4 separate regions of the Mus musculus genome follow, and all the other regions are linked to region 2. A link is a contact called in public HiCAR-type and promoter capture Hi-C data. All regions are on one chromosome and are shown on one strand. Each heading gives the region's core, a stretch centred on a gene start, on an enhancer-like site or on the middle of the called end of the contact. The rest is flanking DNA. Distances are from core to core; before and after follow the strand shown.

Region 1 (2,874 bases), core at 72-2,571, 1.7 Mb before region 2:
TCACTTTCCCTCCCCCTGTTGGGGATTCAGAGAGTGCACAGAAGCCGGAGAGCGCCAGGCCAACAAGGACTTTGGACCACTGGCTAGCAGGCTGAAGGCCAAGCTGCTCTGGTCCTGCGCGGAATCGTTTGGGTCAGCCCGCCTGAGGCCTATCCCGTGCACTCCTCCACTGTCTGGATAACCCCGCGGCCACTGCGCTGCGAGAGGAAACGCCAGAACTAGCCCAGAATACAGCCCTAGGCTCCAGATTTGAGGTTGACGCCCCTTCCAACTCGGCCCGGGAGGGAAAGTAACAAACTCAAGAACTGGGCTTGGTTTTGTGTTTGTTTGTTTTTTTAAACACAGGATTTTTATTAAAATTCTTATTTAAAAAAATCGAAAGCTTTCAGCGCCCGGCGCTCTTGGGGAAACCACGTGAAACTGCTGAGTTCCAAGCTCCGATGCTCAGGAGACGAAAAAGGGGGCCCGGGGGTGAGTTCCCTACACATATTTTCCTTTTTCATAGTTGAAAAATGTTTGCACTGAACAAATTAAAAATAAAAATAAAAATAAAAATAAAAACCCGCTGCAACTCAAACATAACCCACCGAAAACAAACGACAAAGAGAGGCAGGCCCGGTGGGGATACAGGCCCATCCAGAACGTCATTTGGCAACGATCACTAGCGATATTTACAACGAAGAGCGAAATTTGCCACCAGTTGTCAGAACGTGTACATGGCCATAAATATTTAGCATTTTCTTATAAAAAAAGAAATCCTCTATATTTTAAAGTGTTCTCCACTTGCTTTTAGAAGGCTGACAATATCGCTACTCACACAAACATAGTTTACAAAATTCACGAAAGCAGTGCGGGGGTGGGGTGGGGTGGGGGCCGGTTGGTCCTTTCTCTTTTCAAGTGACAACGTTAACGTTGGGATGGTTTGGTCCCCTCAGGGAGAGAGAGGCAAAGAAGCAAAGCTGCACAAACATTCTGTAAACACGGCTTAGAGTTCTATCCTCTCCAAAAGTTCAAAGGGGAGAGCGATGGGGCAGAGTCAATGGAATCTGCCACTCGGGGAGGCACAGGCAACCTCCCTGTGCCTCCTCAACTGAGTCGAAAGTCAGACTCGACTCTATAATAATAATTATAATAATAATAATAACAACCGTGGTAAGGATCGAGTCCTCCTCGCCACCGGCGCCGCTGGGGTGGGGCCAGGGCCTAAGGCCTCCAGTCTTGGAGGGGCGGCGCTCACCAAGTCCACTGCTGGGCCTGGACCAGGGGGTGTGCTGTCGGGTACTGGGGGGTGCTGGCCGAGCTGTACTGGGCGTTGTACTGCATGTGCTGCAGCGACTGCGCGCTGTAGGCGGAAAAGGGGATGCCTGCCTGGAAGGTGGCGGCTGCCAGGTCCTGGGCTTTGAGCGCGTGGCACGGTTTGCCGTCCCTGACCAAGACCGGCACTGCCACACGGCGCGGCGAGGGCAGAGGCGTCACCTCCATACCTTTCTCCGCCCGGGCACGTTTCATCTTGTAGCGATGGTTCTGGAACCAGATCTTGACCTGTGTCGGCGTGAGACGGATGAGGCTGGCCAGGTGCTCGCGCTCGGGCGCCGACAGGTACCGCTGCTGCCGGAAGCGCCGCTCCAGCTCGTAGGTCTGCGCTTTGGAGAAGAGCACTCGGCGCTTCCGCTTCTTGCCTGCGTCCCCCCCGCCGCCCTGGGTCTCCTTGTCATTGTCCGGTGACTCGTCAGCCGAGGGCTCTGGGGATTTGGAGCTCGAGTCTTGGGGGGGAGCGCTGGCCGCCAGCCCGTGCACTGGGTGGGGGGGGGGGGGGGAAGAGAAGCGCATCAGGCGGCTGGAGGCCAAGTGCCACCTGGGTCACCCGGAGTCCCAGGGCTCTTCCGTGGGCCCTTGGCCCACTGGACCAGCCCAGACCCGCTGCCTTTGCAGCAATCCCCGCCCGAGTAAGCCGTCGGGGTCTGCTAGGGTTCAGAGGAGAGTCTGCGCAGCGGGGGCTCTGAGGCATAAGTTTCTAGGGGTTCCCACTATTCAGGAGAATTTAGTGCGAAGCGCAGAGTGTGGACGGTCATTGAGGGTTAAGGGCTCTGGACCCCTTAAACAGTTTCCTCTTTGGAGAGACGTGGGCAGATTTTTAAAAGGAAAACCTCACAATCCCAGCATTGATGGGCTTGGCGGGGTAAACCAGGTTTGGGGGGCTTTCGCTTTTGCTTTCGGACTTTCTGGATGGACACCCACACCCGCCGCTGCACGCACCACATAGTTTTTCTCTTTCTTTCTTTCTTTCTTTCTTTCTTTCTTTCTTTCTTTCTTTCTTTCTTTCTTTCTTTCTTTCTTTCTTTCTTTCTTTCTTCCTTCCTTCCTTCCTTTCTTTCTTCCTTCCTTTCTTTCTTTCTTTCTTTCTTTCTTTCCTTCTTTCTTTCTTTCTTTCTTTCTTTCTTTCTTTCTTTCTTTCTTTCTTTCTTTCTTCTTTCTTTCTTTCTTTCTTTCTTTTTTCTTTCTCTCTCTCTCTCTCTCTCTCTCTCTCTCTCTCTCTCTCTCTCTCTCTCTCTCTCTTTCTTTCTTTTTTTTTTACAATCATGCAGGGGCAGGGATGAGCTATTATACCCCAAGCCTCCTCCACCCTCTACTGCTAGCCGGACCCTGACCAGGGATCCCTGCTCCAGAGAGCAAAGCCAAGTCCTCTGGGCCATCTGAGTCCAGGGTACTCCGGCCAGAGCCATAAGTCCGGTTGACATCTCTAGCCAGCTTTTAGAAAGCGTCTCTCTTGTCTTTTGCTTTAATTTCTCCCGTAGAAAATATATGGCATCAGAGACTGGGAAGGGATGTCTACCGAGGAGGGAAAAGGGCATACTAAGCAAATGTTTCAAAATC
Region 2 (3,172 bases), core at 410-2,909:
GAAAAAAATGGAGCAGGATTTAACTCGTTTGTATTTTCAAGAGAAGGTAGAAATGAGCTCTACACACTGGCATACAACTCTTTGTCGTCTAAAACCTGGGCTTCCTTTGGGTCAACTTTGGGGCTTTAGCAGCTCCTGCAGCTAGCTCCTCTGTCAGAGTCTAAGTCTAAGGTAGTCTGTCCATCTACTCAGTGGGTGGAGGGTGATTAGAGCTATCTTGGGGGGTAATTAGCAAAACCCCTGAGGGATATCCCGAGGATATTCCAGGGCCACAAGAAGAGGGAAGCAAGGCTTCTTAGAACAACTAGACAGCACCTTCTGAGAAGACACAAGGGGACCTGCCTGGTGACCTGCACCAACATGACAGCCAAGAAACTCAGACACCAATCTACACAGTTATGTGTCCCTTAAGGATAGAGGCTCCTTCTGAGAAATGTGCCCTGGCCACACTGTGTACAAGCTAATACGGCTGCAGCATCAAGGGGTTGTTTAGCTTTGAGGTTCACCCATCACAAACCGAGTCATGGCTGAAGGGAGCCTGACTGTGTGGTACAGGACTGATCACCACAGCTGTCTGGACCATTCTACAGTGCTACCAAAACAGCAAGGCAGCACAGGCAGTGCTCAGAGAAAAAGACAGGCTGCCAGACTGGATAGAAATGGCCCTTGCTAGCAGAGTCCATAGTGGAGACCAGCAAACTGAGACTTTGAGTGAAGGACCTGAGTGTTCGTGGGTTCCCAATTTTCCAAATGGAATCTTGGGTATGTAGAGAATGCCCTTGTTTTCCGGAAGTGTTGACTCTGAAAGTATACACAAAAATAAGTGACTATAAACACACACCCACGTACACGTGCTCCTGAGTAGAGCAAGGAGATTGGAACATGGCCAAGTGTTTACTGGAAGGATGGGGTGAAATCTGCCGTCTGTCAGAATGAGTTTCAAGTAGCGCGATTAAGTGAAGCCAGATCATTAGCAGTTGACATTGACCCCAGGCGGCTAAGGGAGGTGAGCTCCGCCCAGGGAGCGTTTGACCTACATCCTTAGTACCTTCTCTGGGTGGCCTTTTGGAAACAGAGCTAGGAGGCCCACCCGCTGGGCTCTTCTGAGTTCCAGAATAAACAAAAGATGAATGTTAACACAATGAGTAGACCAGAGAAGAAAGGAAGAGAGAGGACCGCTCCCATAAGAAGCAAAGGTGTTGATTAACAACTGCAGATGCAAACCGCGCCCTAGCTAGGGGTGCCTGGGTGGGAGCGGCCTGGAGACGTCGGGAGAGCAGGGGACAGCAGGGACACGTACCTGCTTACGAGCTCTCACCACCTGTATGGCGCGGCTGTGGTACGCATCGTTGCTGCCCTTGTTGTACTCGCTCACAGCGAAGTCCAACGCTCGCCGCACGCCTTCCTCATTGGCATCTGCCTCCTCCGGGGCTCCCAACATTCGCGGGCCTTGTTTTGGGGTCGCCGCCCAGGCCACGGCCAGGACGGCCAGCAGGAACAGCAAGGAGCGCAGCGGGCTGGCCATGGTTGGCTAGGACAAAGGGATAAAGCTCCAACAAGACTCTGAGTTGGTGCAGAACAGACGCTGCTACTCCGTGCGACTTTTACCCAAATGCGAGCGTTAGGGACCCGCCCGCCTCTCCTGGCTCCTCCTTTTCCGGCGGCCACCCTCCCTTTTCCGTCTGCCCCCTAGCGGGCCCCGCCTCCTCTTCCGAACGGCCCCGCCCTCCCTCTGCTTCAGTCAGCTGCTAGTCTGTTCTTGCCTTGTAGGTCAGATACCTCTTAAAGAGCTGCCAGATTCCCATTCCCTGCTGAGCCTCCCCTCCCCCATCCCTGCCCCGCCTCTCCCTTCCTTCTTCACTCTTAGCTTTCTGTTCTTACCAGTTCCTCTTCTGTGCCCTTTTCCACAGCTTCCCCTTTTACTCCAAGTTCCCTGTTTCATGAAGTGTGGTTTCACCAGAGAAGTTGGTCATTGCTCTCTGGACCCTAAAATGCCAGTGACATCTGAACCCTGTTTCTCCAGAAAGGAAAAGGGCAACGAGTCTTTAATTTCCTGCATCTTCAAAGTTCAGCCTCGATCACTTGATGGAGAGCAGGGTCACTATGTGGGAATGCTCGGAGCAGGGCTATTATTTCATTTTCCTGAAGGCCCTGTCCTAAGATACTTGTCAAAGGAAAATAAATTGATCTTGGGGGAGTGGGGAAGTGTGCAGCATTCTGTGTAACTACTCATTATCCTTAAAGAAACCATCCTAGGCTTCTTCCTAGACCAGGCCACTCTAGGGCCTGGAGATACCACAGGAGGCCAAGCCCCGAATGGATATTGTAACAGGCTGCCCAGTATATCCATCTAAGATGAACCCATGTGTCTTTTATGCTTCCTAGTAGACAGGTTAAAAACTACGGTATGAGGCTGGGTATGATGGCGCATGTATTTAATTCCAGTACATGGAAGGCAGAAGTAGGTAGATCTGTGTTCAAGACCAGCTTGGTCTACATCTCTGGTTCCAGGCCAGCAAGGGCTACACAGTGAAATCTTAGAAGAAAAAGAAGAAGGAGGAGGAGGGGGAGGGGGAGAGGGAGAGGGAGGGGGAGAGGGAGAGGGAGGGAGAGAGGGAGAGGGAGAGGGAGAGGGAGAGGGAGAGGGAGAGGGGGAGGGGGAGGAGGTGGAGGAGGAGGTGGAGGAGGAGGAGGAGGAGGAGGAGGAGGAGGAGGAGGAGGAGGAGGAGGAGGAGAAGACAGGGCTACACAGTGAGACCCTCTTGTTAAAAAACAAACAGACAAATCAGTGATAACAAAACCCAAATATTGAAGTCTTTAATACGTTTTATTTAACCTATCAAATGTAATTTCAATATATAATAATAACTCTTAAGGAAACAGATTATATTCCTTAATGTGTATAGTAATCCTTTAGAGTCTGTGTATATTTGTAACATTTAGGACCAATGTTCACTCAGTCTGACCCCCCTTTCCACATCTGCTAACTGCTGATGCTGGTGGCTATAGTACTGCATAAGGTTTAAGCTTTAAAGTTTAAGGTTTGTGCTAGTGGTAGTATGGGAGGTGATCAATAATTAAGATCAGATGATTATAATGCTCTGTAGAAAGTGAGATAGGGGGAGCAAGAGATGGGTGCCAGTAGATATTAGTTGAAAGATCCCTTTGGGAT
Region 3 (2,859 bases), core at 273-2,772, 1.7 Mb after region 2:
AAGCACAAATGTAAGACATTGGAAAAGATCAGATGGAAAGAGACAGTTTGGTGTCTAATTTGTAGTCATTAAGGAAGAAATCCAACAGAGAACCTTAAAAAAAAAAGATAAATATGCCCCTTTGCCTGTGGGTCACAAGTATCACAGAAGCTGTTCTAAATATCAGGCCAATCTATCAAGAGTCCCCGGGTACCCAGGCTTCAAAACACTTTTCTTCTCCAAGTGCCCAGATAGGGCTCTCCACAGCTCCACCCTTTCCTAGTTCTCCTAGTTCCTGCAGTTAGGTTTGGCCACTCCTTGCTTATCCATTAAAAGACTCACCAACCATTAGCAATTAATTAGCAATACCCACAACAAGCAGGGTGAGCAATTTGTCATAATCTACCCACATTTAGCAAGGTGAGTCCTAGTTAATGAGATCTCAAGGCTACCTAGGATGGCTGGTCTCCCTAATCAAGATCCATACTAGTTAGTACCTTCCTGTTCTTTTACAAACTCCTCTTTCCAAAGCCAAAACATGTTTGTATGTTTATCTTATTACCATTAGTCAAACCGATCATCAGAAGCAAAAACTGTCTCTCATCTAGTATGCACCACATCCCTTCATCACATTGCTGGTGACCAAAGAAATATTTCTAATATTTCTATCATATAAGTTAATTCCACAACTTTGAGGCTGATCTAGATATTCAAAGTACAAAATTCTGGTCACCAAGTTGAAAAGTCAATTTTAAATGTCTTCTAGTACGGTTTAAGGAGCATGCTTCATATGTGGGCTAATAGTGCATTTTGAAAGTCAGAAAGACTGGGGCCCAAAAAAAATTTTTCTTTTTAAGGATTTACTGTCAGTAACTACTGTCCCTATTACAAAAACCTGCAAGGCCGAATTCTCAGAAACACTGCCAACAATGTCAGTCGGTTCTCTACTCCACGCTGAGGAGTACAGACTGCGCGGCGTCAATAGATGCAGGAGGAGGACCTTCGCAGAAAGGAAACCCAGCATCTTTTCTGACTTCTCTTTAAGGAAAGTGAATAACAAGGAACGCGAAAGAATCGGCTGACGGCAGTGGTCAGGTGGCTGTCCCAGGAGTATCAGAGGTTCCAACAAGGACAAGTCGGGAAGATGCGTGCAACTAAAGAAAGGCAAAAGGCGTTGGCTCCAGCGGCTGGGTGGCAAGAAGGGACAGAAAAGGTCCACAGCAGCGTGAGGGAGGACAACCAGGTCCACGCAAGGCCTCGCCCCGCAGATTGTCCTGTCAGCCCGAACCCGGCTCCTGGGTCCAAGCCGGGATAATGAGGAGGGTTCTCTCCCGTGGGATGATCCCAGCCCAGGTCCTGCCTACCTGCCCTCCTTGACCTCCGGGACCTGGCCATCGTCCGTGACGACCTGCGGCCGCAGGGGCCGACGCTGCCGCAGCCCGTCCGCTTCGCTCATTCTGCCGCCTCTCCACTGACACCTCCAACAGCGCCTTGACACTCAGCAACGCGGGTTTCAGAACTACTCCCTGGCGCGAGGAAATGACGTAAACTTAGCGCCGGAGCTGCAATGCAGGCCCCGCCCCCTTTTGGAGATTGGCACAGCAGTAAGGCTCCACCCCCTGGCCCCAGCCTACAGCTGCAGGCAAATGGTGAGGGGGTCCCTCCCTCAGTGAGCCGAGTCTGGATAGTGAGGCTGTAGCGGGTCTTCCTCAAGTCCGAGTGCTGGGCGGTGAAGTCTGCAGTAACAAGCTTGCAAAGAGAAGATGCCACTGATTCTTAACGAAATGTGTTCAATGCAGTAATCCCCGCCTGAACTGTTATCTTTTCTGAAAAGATTCCGCTAAAGTTCAAAATGTGTCCTTTTGGTTAAGATCAGATTTTGACTGCTAGATCGTCAAGTGGTTATACAATAGACATTTGATAAATTTTCTAAAGGGAGTTACCTAAAGACAGGCCCAAGTAGAAAAGACTGCTAATAGCAAAACTTTAGGAATCATGAAGCAACCACCAGGTAGTGCTTCCACGGTATTACAGCGAGTCGGACATACTCCAGGAGGTGAAGTGAGCAGACTGCAGGCAAATCCCTCCTTTCTGGAACTAATGAGAGCCATGACTTCAATACATGTAAATTTTAATACAGTGGTGATTTTAAAGAGAGAAACTTGGTCTAGTGGAAGCATTTAGCCGGTGAAGGAATGTGGGGGTAGGATTGGAAGAGAAAGGGCGGACAGGAGAATTTCAGGCAGCAATAACCAAGTAGGGCATTGGGAAGGATCTCTAGGATATAGGTGCTGGATTTTGTACCTCACTTGGGATTTTACAGAAGCAAACATGCCATTATCTTTTCGGCACTAGATGGCGATAGAATGCCACCTCAATGTTCTTTTTCCTCTCGCTTGAGGGAAGTGGAGATTTCTTAACACAGTTCTGTAGGGATCTCAGGTTATATATAATCCAAGGCTTGGCAACATGGTACTTGATTCCATCATTGAAGACAGACATTATAAAGATAATATCGTGGGTAATTGTAACAACTGCTGTGTGGGTCTGGCGCCTACCTGGAGACCTGAATGGCTTCCCCTTCTGATTGCATGTCTCTGACTTTGTCATGTTACTCCTTGTTTCCTTGTGATACGTTTTTTTTTCTACCTCCACCTAAACCACTTTTATCATCCAGAATCCATCTCAAGAGTCATTGCTGAAAATCTCTCATTAACTCTCCAGAGTATCCCCGTCTGTGGGAGGCTCTGTGAACATTCCTGAGCTGTCACAAGTAGCCAGTTACATCCAGTGCCTGTTACATGGATTATGCGTATCCTATGCCCAGTGTGAAACACATGGGCCAAAACAACCCGGAACACACACACGAAGAATAAAAAA
Region 4 (2,727 bases), core at 193-2,692, 1.7 Mb after region 2:
AAAGCTGGACTTCAACGTCTCTCCGGATAACTGGAGGATGGGACTCTGCATTTTATTTTCAACAATCTCAAGAACTATACAAGATGAGGTTCTCCTTAGGGACTCCGCAGAAGCTTTCAGACTTTATGTAGCACAGAGGCGGGGAATTCAAATCCCTGAATTATCTTTGTACTGCACCACACTGGCCTGAAGACCAAGCAGCCAGCCTAGCTCCATCTCCTGCTCCCACCTAGACTACTGATGCTCTGGTTACTGCTAGAAATACAACACGTGGATTATGTTCTGACTCCCAACCTCTCAGTGGATGTTTGAAACTGAAGCGGGCACTACTCTATCCCATTTATACTGAAGACATTGTGTCCCAGACCCTAGCAGCCAAAAATAAGGATCCCAAGATCAAACAGGAAAGGACCATGGGGGGTTGTCATAACAGCTACTACTTACTGAATACTACCTGCAGCACCCAGAAACCTATTGGGACCTCAGATTACATAGTTTGTCCATGTCCCGCAGACCCTATCTGCCCTGTTTGGAATTTAGTAGGATCCAGCACAATTCACCTGGCTCAGACCCCCTCCACCGCTGCCCCGAGCATCCAGGATCTGACTATATCTGTATGTCAGGCAGCCTGGGAGGCCCATGTGTCTCCTGGGGGCAAGTAAGACCCCAGGCATCCTTCCACACTACCTTCCTAGCCTAGTTCTGAGAGACGAATATACCTCTCCACACTGAAGCCGATTACAGCTTGCTTTCCTCCTACCCTGAGCCTTTATGCAAAAGAAACTCCAATGTTTCACAAGTCCCCAGAGGTAACTGAGGTGCATGGGCTGTTCCTAGTCTAATGACAGCAAAGCCTAGATTCAGATTCAGATAACTGGGTATAGGTACCCACTCCAAACCATGGGCTGAAAGTAGAGGCATGGCCAGAATCAGACCTCTGTCTACGTAATTTCATCTCCTTAGAAGGCTTTGAGCCCAGAGTGGGCCATGATCAGTATCTCAGCTCTCACGGTGCTGAGCTCCTGTTTGAGGCACAGAAGCCACGTGCCAATGCTCCTCCCAAGGACTTTGGAAAGTATGAATAGCTTTCCTGCAGATAACCCCTCAGACCCGGACAGCATAGTTTCTTGTCTCTTGAAGGGGGCTATTCTGAATACTAGAATGCAGGAGGGGAGAGAGTCTATAAATGTAGAAGGACAGTCAAGTGACTACTTTTGAAAATCCCCTGGTTTCTTCACATCAGCATCCCCCGTGTGTGGTGAATGGTAGGAAACTGCCTCCTCCCACCCTGGGAAGGAGAGAGGGTGCTGCGCTCGTGGGTCTCACTTCTCTCCCCCTGCCTCCCCCTGCAAATGATCACAGCTTGGAAACTTCTTTAAAGGAAGTGGTTGCTCTTGTGGCCCCAAGTCCTGAAGATGAAGCGCTTCTGGTTAAAATGATTCAGCAAGAAACCACGCCCCACTGAAGCTACCCCACCATGCCCTGGTCCTGGAGCTGTACTTGCCGAGCACTTGGCCCACTACATGCTCCCTGCATTTCCCCAGCCATGTGGCTGGCCATTCTGCTTGCCCTCTGCTGCCTAACTTCTGACACCCATGGGGCACGCCCCCCAGGTAAGAGAAGGGTCATCTGGCCCCATCCCAGAGTACTGTTCTGACCACCTTCTAGTAGTAGAAGTATGGGGACCCTGGCCTGTTAGTCTTGCATCTTTCTTAGGACACTCTTGGAACCCTGAGAAAGACCCTGGCAAGGGGCTGGGGATCCTGGCAGCAGCTACTTCTAAGCAGAATAGACATCAGGGATCAAGCATAACAGCAGCCACAGGGATAAAGAGAACAACTTCTGTTCTCTTCTGTTCAAGGGCCTCACTCAGTCTATATCTGACAGCTTTACTTTTCTAACTGACTTTACTGCAGAGACCCCAGTAAGATAAGTATTGTGCAAGTCAGCATGCTAGTGGCCAGTGAGGGGTGGCAGTCGCCTGTGTTGGAAAGCTGAGATGCAACCAGGCTAGCTAACTTGCTAACCATCAGCCATGAGTGCCTGTTTCCCTACAGAGAGCTGGAAGATGTCTGCCCCAGCAAGCAGATTCAGCACATAGATAAAGTTTGAGGGCCCTGCCTCTAACTGACAAAAAAGCTGATAACTGACCATCTCCCAGTAGATGAAGACAGCGCTTATGCATAAGGCTTTTGTCATTCTTCCTCCTTAAAGCAGGCTGGGTCTGGTCACTGGGAGGCAGTGAAAGGGAATACCCAAGAGACACCAAGGACATAGAATCCCCCTTCACAGCAATTAGGTGCAAAGAAGTAAGTGTAGAGACACAGTAGGGCATAGCCTCCAAATCCAAGACCCAAGTAGATGCTGTGAATGGGGCACTGTGGAGACAGGGCAGTAATGGGTAGGGGAGCTTCTGTTCTGAGGATGAGGATGGACCACAGCAGCTCGGGGGGGGGGGGTCATTGGCAAAGAGGTAGTTAACTGGTAAAAGAGGAGACAGCACTAAGCACGGGCCAGGCCACAGACCTTGCCTCTCCATGCCCTGCTCCCTGTGGCCTTAGTGCTCACTAGGAGGCCCTTCCTGGCCTACCTACGATTCCTCTGCCCCAGTTGTCCAGAGAGAAGCTTGGGCAGAAGCTGGTGTTCATGCTGCAAAGCCCTCTTGGCCTATGTGAGAGATCTGGGGAAGACATTGGTACTGGCTATCTCACCGATCCTAGGGTTTCG

The links. Promoter capture Hi-C pulls out the DNA fragments that hold promoters and counts their contacts. HiCAR-type assays count read pairs that join an accessible place to other places.
Region 1: a contact with region 2 is called in a promoter capture Hi-C map of liver, with 4 times the contacts expected there. The contact joins the promoter of Nkx2-2os here to the promoter of Cst3 in region 2. A contact is called at or near these places in 1 of 39 promoter capture datasets (liver) and 1 of 115 datasets of contacts at active chromatin or transcription factors (embryonic stem cells).
Region 3: a HiCAR-type map of astrocytes shows a contact between it and region 2, with 5 times the contacts expected there. The contact joins the promoter of Apmap here to the promoter of Cst3 in region 2. A contact is called at or near these places in 9 of 39 promoter capture datasets (3T3-L1-derived adipocytes, the C10 cell line, cranial neural crest and 5 more), 1 of 484 Hi-C or Micro-C datasets (B cells), 5 of 115 datasets of contacts at active chromatin or transcription factors (astrocytes, bone marrow-derived dendritic cells, forebrain and 2 more) and 2 of 9 other capture datasets (adipose tissue and liver).
Region 4: a contact with region 2 is called in a promoter capture Hi-C map of liver, with 4 times the contacts expected there. The contact joins the promoter of Cst7 here to the promoter of Cst3 in region 2. A contact is called at or near these places in 7 of 39 promoter capture datasets (the C10 cell line, the HPC-7 cell line, cranial neural crest and 3 more), 3 of 115 datasets of contacts at active chromatin or transcription factors (bone marrow-derived dendritic cells, large pre-B cells and pro-B cells) and 1 of 9 other capture datasets (liver).

What each region holds. Positions count from the first base shown.
Region 1 is chr2:147,182,762-147,185,635 of GRCm38.p6, forward strand. It overlaps Nkx2-2os (NK2 homeobox 2, opposite strand), which reads left to right and starts at 1,322. Exons shown (of 6, transcript NR_030769.3): 1 at 1,322-1,599. Nkx2-2 (NK2 homeobox 2) reads right to left here. Exons shown (of 2, transcript NM_010919.2): 2 at 391-1,796. The coding sequence ends at 1,234.
Region 2 is chr2:148,873,853-148,877,024 of GRCm38.p6, forward strand. It overlaps Cst3 (cystatin C), which reads right to left and starts at 1,660. Exons shown (of 3, transcript NM_009976.4): 1 at 1,301-1,660. The coding sequence starts at 1,525.
Region 3 is chr2:150,607,045-150,609,903 of GRCm38.p6, forward strand. Apmap (adipocyte plasma membrane associated protein) reads right to left here and starts at 1,523. Exons shown (of 9, transcript NM_027977.3): 1 at 1,344-1,523. The coding sequence starts at 1,435.
Region 4 is chr2:150,568,973-150,571,699 of GRCm38.p6, forward strand. Cst7 (cystatin F (leukocystatin)) reads left to right here and starts at 1,443. Exons shown (of 4, transcript NM_009977.3): 1 at 1,443-1,613. The coding sequence starts at 1,547.